2 separate regions of the Mus musculus genome follow, and region 1 is linked to region 2. The links are chromatin contacts, called in public Hi-C maps. All regions are on one chromosome and are shown on one strand. Each heading gives the region's core, a stretch centred on a gene start, on an enhancer-like site or on the middle of the called end of the contact. The rest is flanking DNA. Distances are from core to core; before and after follow the strand shown. Region 1 has its middle 18 kb from the start of Cdon. Region 2 holds the start of St3gal4 (ST3 beta-galactoside alpha-2,3-sialyltransferase 4).

Region 1 (4,222 bases), core at 319-2,818, 320 kb after region 2:
ACATCTTCCCCCTGCCCATTTCTTTTGGCTTCTCTTCCTGATTTTGGCCTCAGGGAGTGTGTATAACAAAATAACAACATGGTGAGTCACAGGTGGAAGGTCTAGGGAGTGAATGGTTTTAGCTGGAACCGAAGGACTTATCAGTCAGTACCCATGTTCCCGTCTTGATGGCGATGAGGAGGGCAGGACAGGAGCCCCAGGAACCCACACTCGTAAAACGGGTTCCTCTTCATGGATTGACAGACAGACCATATGTAGCTGGCAACTTGACGGCATTTGGTGCATGTGGCAGGGTGTGGAGAAGGGAAGGCTGGGCGCAGGGATGGAGATGATTTCCAGTTGTTGGTATCCTAGCATCTGAACGTTAGCTCCAGTCGACCTAGGGACTAGAAAACCCCAAGAAGAAACGTTTAGGTTCTTAATAACTTCTAAAAACTTGGCTGGCACCCCACTGAAGACTCACTACTGTGCGGAGGCCATGACTTACCTCACAGTTACAGCCTACTGAGCGACTGCCATTTTATTATTTTATTATCACAGTGTTTATTAGGTGGGCATGTGAGTGGTGCATGTCTGTTTCTGTGTCTGTGTGCGCAGTTATGTAGGAGCCGTGTCTGCGGCATGCCATGAGGCAGAGGGCAACTATTATCTCCTACCTTGTGGGATCTAGGATTGAACTCAGGTCTTCAGGCCTGTGTACAAACACCTCTACTGACCGAACCATTGGCCAGTTATTTTTGGGACAGGATCTTGTTGTATGAGCAGGCTAGCCTTTGACTTGGGGCAGTTCCCCCACCTTCTCCTGAGTGGTGGGATTCCTGGGGGCTCTAAGATTCCATTTTAAAGGAGATGTTCTAGTTTTCCTTAAAGCCTTAGATGCTCTTGAAGAAGGAAGTGCACACTGTTTTGAGAAGCACACAGTTTTGCTGAGATGGTGTGGGTAGATTAAGTGTCTTCCTAACTCAATTCTACACATGTGCATCTCTGAAACATATTTTCCAGCTACATTCTGATTGGATTTTCTCTCATTTCTAAACCAGTGTAGTTTTATTTATAGTTATTGAAAAATATTTAAAAGACAACACAAAATACTCATGGAAGCAAATACAAAATGTAGAGCAGAGACTGAAGGGAAGGCCATCCAGAGACTGCCCCACCTGGGGATCCATCCCATATACAGTCACCAAACCCAGACACTATTGTGGATGCCAAGAAGTGCTTGTTGACAGGAGCCTGATATAGCTGTCTCCTGAGAGGCTCTGCCAGAGCCTGACAAATACAGAGGCAGATGCTCCCAGCCAACCATTGGACTGAGCGCAGGGTCCCCAGTGGAGGTGTTAGAGCCAGCTGAAGGGGTTTGCAGCCCCTTAGGAGGAACAACAATATGAACCAACCAGACCCCTCCCTCGCCCCCCAGAACTCCCAGGGACTAAACTGCCAACTGAGAAATACACATGGCTCCAGCTGCATATGTAACAGAGGATGGCCTTGTCAGGCATTATTGGGAGGAGAGATGGCCCTTGGTCCTGTGAAGATTTGATGCCCCAGTGTAGGGGAATGCCGGGGCAGGGAGGTGGGAGTAGGTGGGTGGGGGAATACCCTCATTGAAGCAGGGGTATGGGGGATGGAATAGGGTGTTTCCTGGAGTGGGGGGACCAGGAAAGGGGATGACATTTGAAATGCAAATAAAGAAACTATCAAGAAAAAAAAAAGACAACACAAATCCCTTTTGAGGCTATAACAAAAATAAAACAGATCCATTTTCTCCCCAGTCCTGGTTCTAAGCTCTAGTTACCATATTTTAAATTATTTTGTATTTTAGTTGGATTTTGCCCAGAAAATAAATTTTATTAATCTTGCTCTGACTATCATTATCTATGGGTCTTTCATATAAATTTCATCATGTATTTGAGTTAAATTCTTTTTTTTTTTTCTGGATTTCCTGGCTAGCTAAAGTTAATTTTGAGTCATTGTAACCCTGGTTGTTAGCCACGGTTTCCTATTAAGCTAGCAAACACAATTGTCATGATTTGTTATTTCTTTTGTGTTTGAGGATGTATTTTAAAAAGAACTATTGTCATAGTGGTTAGGTCTTAGAATAATTTCCCATTTGTTGCTATGACAGCGGCCACAGTGGGGTTTTAAATTATACAGTGCAGCTTGCAGAGGTTTGCTATCAAGCCTTTGTGGCATCAAATAAATTTTAGCTCAGGGATTTGACTATGTGTATATTACTTATGTTAATAGGAATATTTTAGTTAACCCCCAAAGTGGGCTTCTTAAATGTGAACTTACCTCCCATGCCCTTGGAAATGATCATAAAGATTATTTGAAGGAGCCTCTCAGTGTGTTACTTCTTAATTTGAGATTTTTCTTCTCAATATAGTAGATTACTAGGGGAAAGATAAGGAAGTGGTTAGCCCCATAAGCAGAAACTAACATTTGGTTAATTTCTTGTTTTCTTAGCTAGCTGTACACACACACACACACACACACACACACACACAGAGTTGAGAGAGCATATTTCACTAGTTGGAATTATAGATTTTAGCAGGCATGGAACCAAAACAAGAAGGTCACACATACTAAAATTCTATAGCTCTTCAGCAACCCAGAGTGAGAAACTGTTCTGAGCAGTTCTTGTACAAATACGGTTCTTTTTTTTTTCTTTATGTTGAAATGTGAGGGTTTTGGGGGCTGGGGGTGGGAGTGGACTTTAACATTTAGTAGGCAAACAAGATCCCCACTTGCTTATAAAAGTTCTTTCTAACTCACTGAAAACTACTAGCATCTTTTGTGTCTCAGGTCACCTAGAGTGAACGCAGCCTGTGCACTCGGGGAATCTGACAATACATAAGACTGGGACAAAGGAGTGAAGCATTGCTTTTGCAGAGCAAGGCTCTTGTCTGTTGGGGTGCCCTGCAGACTCCTAAGAATGGTGCCTCCAGGAGATAGGGAAGGAGAGGTACTGACCTAGTCTGGTCATTGCACGCACAGACAGGCCCAAGAGGAGTCATAGACACCCTGTCCTCAGGACCCCTGATGAGCAATTGCAAACTCTTGTATTGTGGTTCTTTTTACTCCTTATATAGAATACCTTTCTCCTTCCCTGTGTTTCTGATGCTGACCATCACTTCTTAAATAATCTCAACAGAGCCCTTTCTACTTTACACAGCATCTCACGGCTGCCTTTTCTGCCTCTCTGCTTATCAGAAATGCGTGAGATAGAGTTTTTGTGAGCAAGGACATCATGAAGGCCATCTATGAGCACTGATATCAGATGTAAAAGTTGTAACCCAGCTCAGAGTCAGGTAGCCATTCAAACTCTCCCTACTGAGTGCCGGCAAAGTATTATTTGAAATTTCTAGCTTTCTTTTAAAGACTTATTTTAGGTCAATGTGTATGTCCTTGGTAGATGAAAATTGTTAAAATTCTGAGTCTTTCTTTTGCCGTTGATAATTCTAAGCCACAATTTCTACATCCTAGAGTCGATGGACCTCACAGGAAACACTGAAATGGATTTTGCTAAGCTGAAATCAACTCCTCAGTCAATGTCTTGTATTTTATGTCCCTGCCTGGACCCCAGCTTTCTAACCTTTTCTTTGGAGCAGGGGAACCACTTGGATGTTCATTCATTTACAATATTGTCTGGGCGGAGTGTGAAGCTTCAAAGGCTCTCCCTGTTACAGTAAAAGCAAATGCAAAGGAGACATGTGAGAAGTAAAGTTATTTTTTTTTTCTCTTTATTGTTTGGTTGTAGCACAAATACAATCTCTAGATTGCTATGTTCTGCCTCTGATCTTACTGGTTATTCTCTGGTATTCTCTGTAAAATGTGAGTGGTGATATTGGGACCAAACTTTGCTTCTCATCTCTTGGTTATGTGCGTGTGCCGTTTCAAGCTTTGTGGGCTCTGAGTGATTCAGTGTCACCTTGGGCAGTTGTTAACAATTTCTGTTTTGTAATGCTGGCTAAGACAGAAGTCAGTGTCGAAGCGTTTCACCGTGTCTAATTGGTGTTGTTTTGGTGTAGCTCATCAAAATACTCATTTAGCTGCTCACTGACATGCTTTCAAATGGTTGAGAAGAAAGGGGAAAATAGATATCCTTAGGGTTGGAAGTTGCCCCTCCTCCTCCGGTGGAGAAAGCTGAGTTGTAATCACCGCCCAGTGCAGCTCCCAGAGCGAGGTGTGAGGTTGTTTATTTTCACTCCGGAGATGTATA
Region 2 (3,686 bases), core at 866-3,365:
TAAAGCCTAAGCAGGCAACTCTAAAAGAAAAAGTGTATCAGTGTCTTGCCTGTGTGTATTGTACTTATGTGCACCACGTGCATGCCTGAGCCTGTGGCAACCAGAAGAGGGGGTCAGATCCCCTGGAACTGGAATTAGTCACTATATGGGTACTTGGGAATTGAGCCTGAGTCCCCTGTAAAACCACTCAGTGCTCTTAACCATCTTAGATAGCAAGGTAGTGCTCTATCTTGGAGAGATATAATCCCAGAATAACCTTGGAGAATAACTCCAGAAGGGGCTTATTAAGACAGGGTCTCATGTAGCTCAGGTTGGCCTCAAACTCCACATAGAACAGAAGATGACCTGGATGATCTACAGTCAAAATGCTGGCATAACATTTCCAGAGTGCTGGGATTATAAATAGGTACCACCACAATATGTTTAGGCAATGTTAAGAGATCAAGTTTAAAGAGTTTATGACAGGTAAACACTTTACCAACTGCATTCCTTGTGTCGTTGTCCGTCCTCCCCCCCCCCCGCCGCCCCCCCCCCCAGTACTGGGATTGTAGGCAGCTCCGTCTGTCACTGAACCACACCCCCAGTCCCTAATTTACTTTTATGACTTCTGCCTGCATACCTCTCTTTATCTCCATCATCACCTTGAAATCTTTGGGGACTGGCCCAACTCCTGGCTTGCTGTAGTGGGGCTGGGGGATCGGATGTGTTGAGGAGGGTGAAATGAGTGGGAGGTGAGGCCCAGGGTTCAGTAAGCAGCCAAAGATGCCTTCCCCTATGCAACAGGACAGGCCATAGGGGATGCTCAGAGTAGGGCAGAGGCAGAATAAGTTTGAGGAAGCCGAGCGGTGTCAGTTTTCTCAAAGGATGTTTGCAGACCAACTCCCAACAGAACAAAACATGTCCAGTTATTTCTGAGGCCCTAAGTGACTGGCACCTCCTAGGTAGCACTCTAGGGGTGCCTGGGAAAGTAAGGTTATGGATGGTGTTTCACTAGCAAACTCACAACATTCCCTCTGTACCCCTGATACTTACACATATCAATTCGTTTACAACCCCCTGGGTAGAGAGGCCTGGAGGGGCCAAGTGGGATCTGTAGCACTGACCCTGCCCTGTGGTATTGGTGTGTGCCCCTTGTGAGAGACAACTATCACTGTGGTACTATTCAAACCCAGACTAGCCTTTTAAGCCTGACCGGGGGGAGGGGGGGGGGAGGATCTAGCCTAGAGGACAGAGAACAGAGTAGATCAGACTCATAAACCAGAAAGTCTACCCCTCGGTCTGGGAGGAATGGCAGTGGTACAAGACACGTTGGCATCTCGGGGCTGCCCATAGGTCTCAGCCAGCAAGGGTCTCAGAGAGGCACCTAGAACAGACATAGACAAGGGTTCTGCCCCAGCTCTAGGTTAACTTCTCAGTCTTATCCTAGGCCTTCTCACTGCCCATTACCCAGGCAACTTTGAAGCACAGTTGGCCCAAAGACCCCCCCTAATCCCTGGACACAGCCACCCTGCAATTTGGCAAGCCCACCTTTGGGCTTTGCCTCAGCGACCTTGCAACTCCAGCACACAGGCAGACCCTGCAAAACTTGTCACCTCTAGCAAAGCCAGCCCACACGTCCTGACTTCGGAGGATGCTAGAGGTGATAGTCACCCATTCAGCTAGGACGCAAGAGCGACAGGGTTGGGGGTTAGAAACTTTCCGGAGGATTGTCCTGCTCACTCACTCCTAGAGAGCGAGACAAGTCAGGCTTCCCGCGAAAATCTAGTCCAAGCAAGGGACCCAGCTCCCCAGGGCTGTGGCCACCCTACACCAACCCCGTGCAGCGTGGCGTCCACGTGCGGGGCCCCCCGACCACCTCTCCGAGCCGTGGCGGGAGGCTGCAGCCTCGCAGCCCCGTCACTCCCCGCCCTCCGCCGCGGGGCCCCAGAGCCCGGCTGCCGCGTACTCACCCTCGCGGGTGGAGCGGGGCGGGGCGAGGTAAATCCGCGCGCAGCTCCGATCCGTTAGGCGCCCCGACTGGCGGGGCAGCACTGGCGCAGTGGCTCCGCTCGGCCCGGTCCCTGTCCCGGGAGCGGGGCCGGCCTGGGAGCGGGCAAGTCCGCCTGAAGGGGAGGCGGGGGCCAGGGCTTGGGCGGGGGGCGGGGGGCGGGGAAGGGGCCGGACACGCTTGCGCACACGGTCGGGAAGCCGACAGCCGCGAACGCCGCGCTGGAGGGAGGGCGCACCGAGAGAGGGAGGGCGCGGAGAAAGGAGGGAGCTAAGAAGGGAGGGAGGGCATCGAGGAGGGAGGGCGCGCCGAAGGAGGGAGGACGCAGAGAAAGGAGGGAGTAAGGAGGGAGGGAGGGCGCAGAGGAAGGAGGGCGAGGGTGTGAGGCCGCGGGGAGACTGGGGTTGGCCTGGAGGCCTCCCTGGCCTGGAGAGAGACGGCCGGGGTGCGGGAGGCTGGATCGGGTGAGGGCAAACCCAGGGCAAGCGCTGCCTGTGAATGGCTCCAAGATGAGTATGCCCAACGTTGCCTCTAGCACTGATCCCACGCTCTCCTGGAAACAATAACCAAGAAAGGCTTCTTTGCTGTCCCCGCGCGGTTAAAAAAAAAAAAAGTATCCTTTTCTCTCTACAGAAACTCAAGAACAGGAATAGAAGTCCATCCTTCCAATATCCTCCCATGCCCTCATGGCAGTCAGGTGACCTAAATTGACGAGCCTTTTCTCTGCCCCAGGCCGGCCTATGCGCCCCAAACTGCTCCCTTAGCTCTTCCTCCTTTGCATACCCTCTCTTAGCCTTGGATAACTTCTCAGTTTCCGTTCTTGCTGAAGGCGCCAGGCATCCTGTCTCCAGAGGAAACCCCTTCAAGCCTTTAACCCTGATGCCGTGGGCTCTAGAATTGCCTGGACTGCAAACAGTGCAGAAACCACCCTGCAGGACTGTCCATTTCAGGAGTCAGCACAGTGTTACCCAGTTCCTAGCTTGAGCACCCTGGGGCTACAAGGAAAGTATTAGATCCAGTCCCCCTTCCCCCGGAAGCTTGCTATCTAGTTGCAGAGAAGGGGTGGCGGGTGTTGTGCTGGACTCCCATCAAGAAACAGGCGGCACAGGATGTGACTAAGTGTAAGTAAGATGTGAATAACTGACAGTAAGTGCCCAGGGTTTTAACGGAGTTTAAAGTCATCGTCAGGGGAAGCTGGAGGTCTCATGTGTTGGGACTCTCCAATTCACAACAAAACGAAGAGGTGGCCTCCAGCTTCTTCCATTCCGGCTGTTTCCATCTGAATTATACCTTGCATAGGTGGAAGCTCTTTGGCAGCTCACCAAAACCTAGTTTTATTTGAATGGTACCTTTGGCCTGACAGTCACCTAGTCACTCAACAAATATTTATTACATTTCATGTCCTGGTCTGGAGCTAAGCTGGGAATAGACAATACAATGACTATGTCTCTGTGTTTGGCAAGGGAAAAAGAAGAAGGCAAAAGAAAAACTGCTCGGGGAGAAAGAACAACTGAAATATGTCTGGCAAGTTGATTCAAGAAACAGTTGCCCGGCCTCCAAACCTGGATAAGTCTTCACCAAACTAGGTACAAAGACAAGTTCTTGCTAAAGGTAAAAATCCTTCTACCATAAAATTGAGCTTAAGAATCAGCTTTTTTTTTCTTCTTTCTTTTGAGCCTAGAGACTTGAGTCCTAATCC

The links. Hi-C and Micro-C count contacts between places; a contact is called where the count stands out from the background.
Region 1: a Hi-C map of CD8 T cells shows a contact between it and region 2, with 1.7 times the contacts expected there. The contact joins the enhancer-like site here to the promoter of St3gal4 in region 2. A contact is called at or near these places in 6 of 39 promoter capture datasets (the C10 cell line, the HPC-7 cell line, embryonic stem cells and 3 more), 11 of 484 Hi-C or Micro-C datasets (CD4 T cells, CD8 T cells, Th1 cells and 5 more), 6 of 115 datasets of contacts at active chromatin or transcription factors (effector CD8 T cells, embryonic stem cells, memory CD8 T cells and 3 more) and 1 of 9 other capture datasets (adipose tissue).

The regions. Positions count from the first base shown.
Region 1 is chr9:35,431,578-35,435,799 of GRCm38.p6, forward strand. It overlaps a transcript of Cdon not described here. Among named protein-coding and RNA genes, the nearest start is that of Cdon, 18 kb to the right of the region's middle. Within about 2 kb of position 1,569, at least 11 of the 459 cell types and tissues checked have an H3K27ac peak or open chromatin away from gene starts, as enhancers often do. A contact at or near this core is called in CD8 T cells and regulatory T cells, where this site is marked.
Region 2 is chr9:35,114,749-35,118,434 of GRCm38.p6, forward strand. St3gal4 (ST3 beta-galactoside alpha-2,3-sialyltransferase 4) reads right to left here and starts at 2,116. Exons shown (of 11, transcript NM_009178.4): 1 at 1,950-2,116. It overlaps 4930581F22Rik (RIKEN cDNA 4930581F22 gene), which reads left to right and starts at 1,980. Exons shown (of 6, transcript NR_029475.1): 1 at 1,980-2,092; 2 at 2,621-3,598. It overlaps LOC115487216 (a long non-coding RNA gene), which reads right to left. Exons shown (of 3, transcript XR_003948311.1): 3 at 2,452-2,540.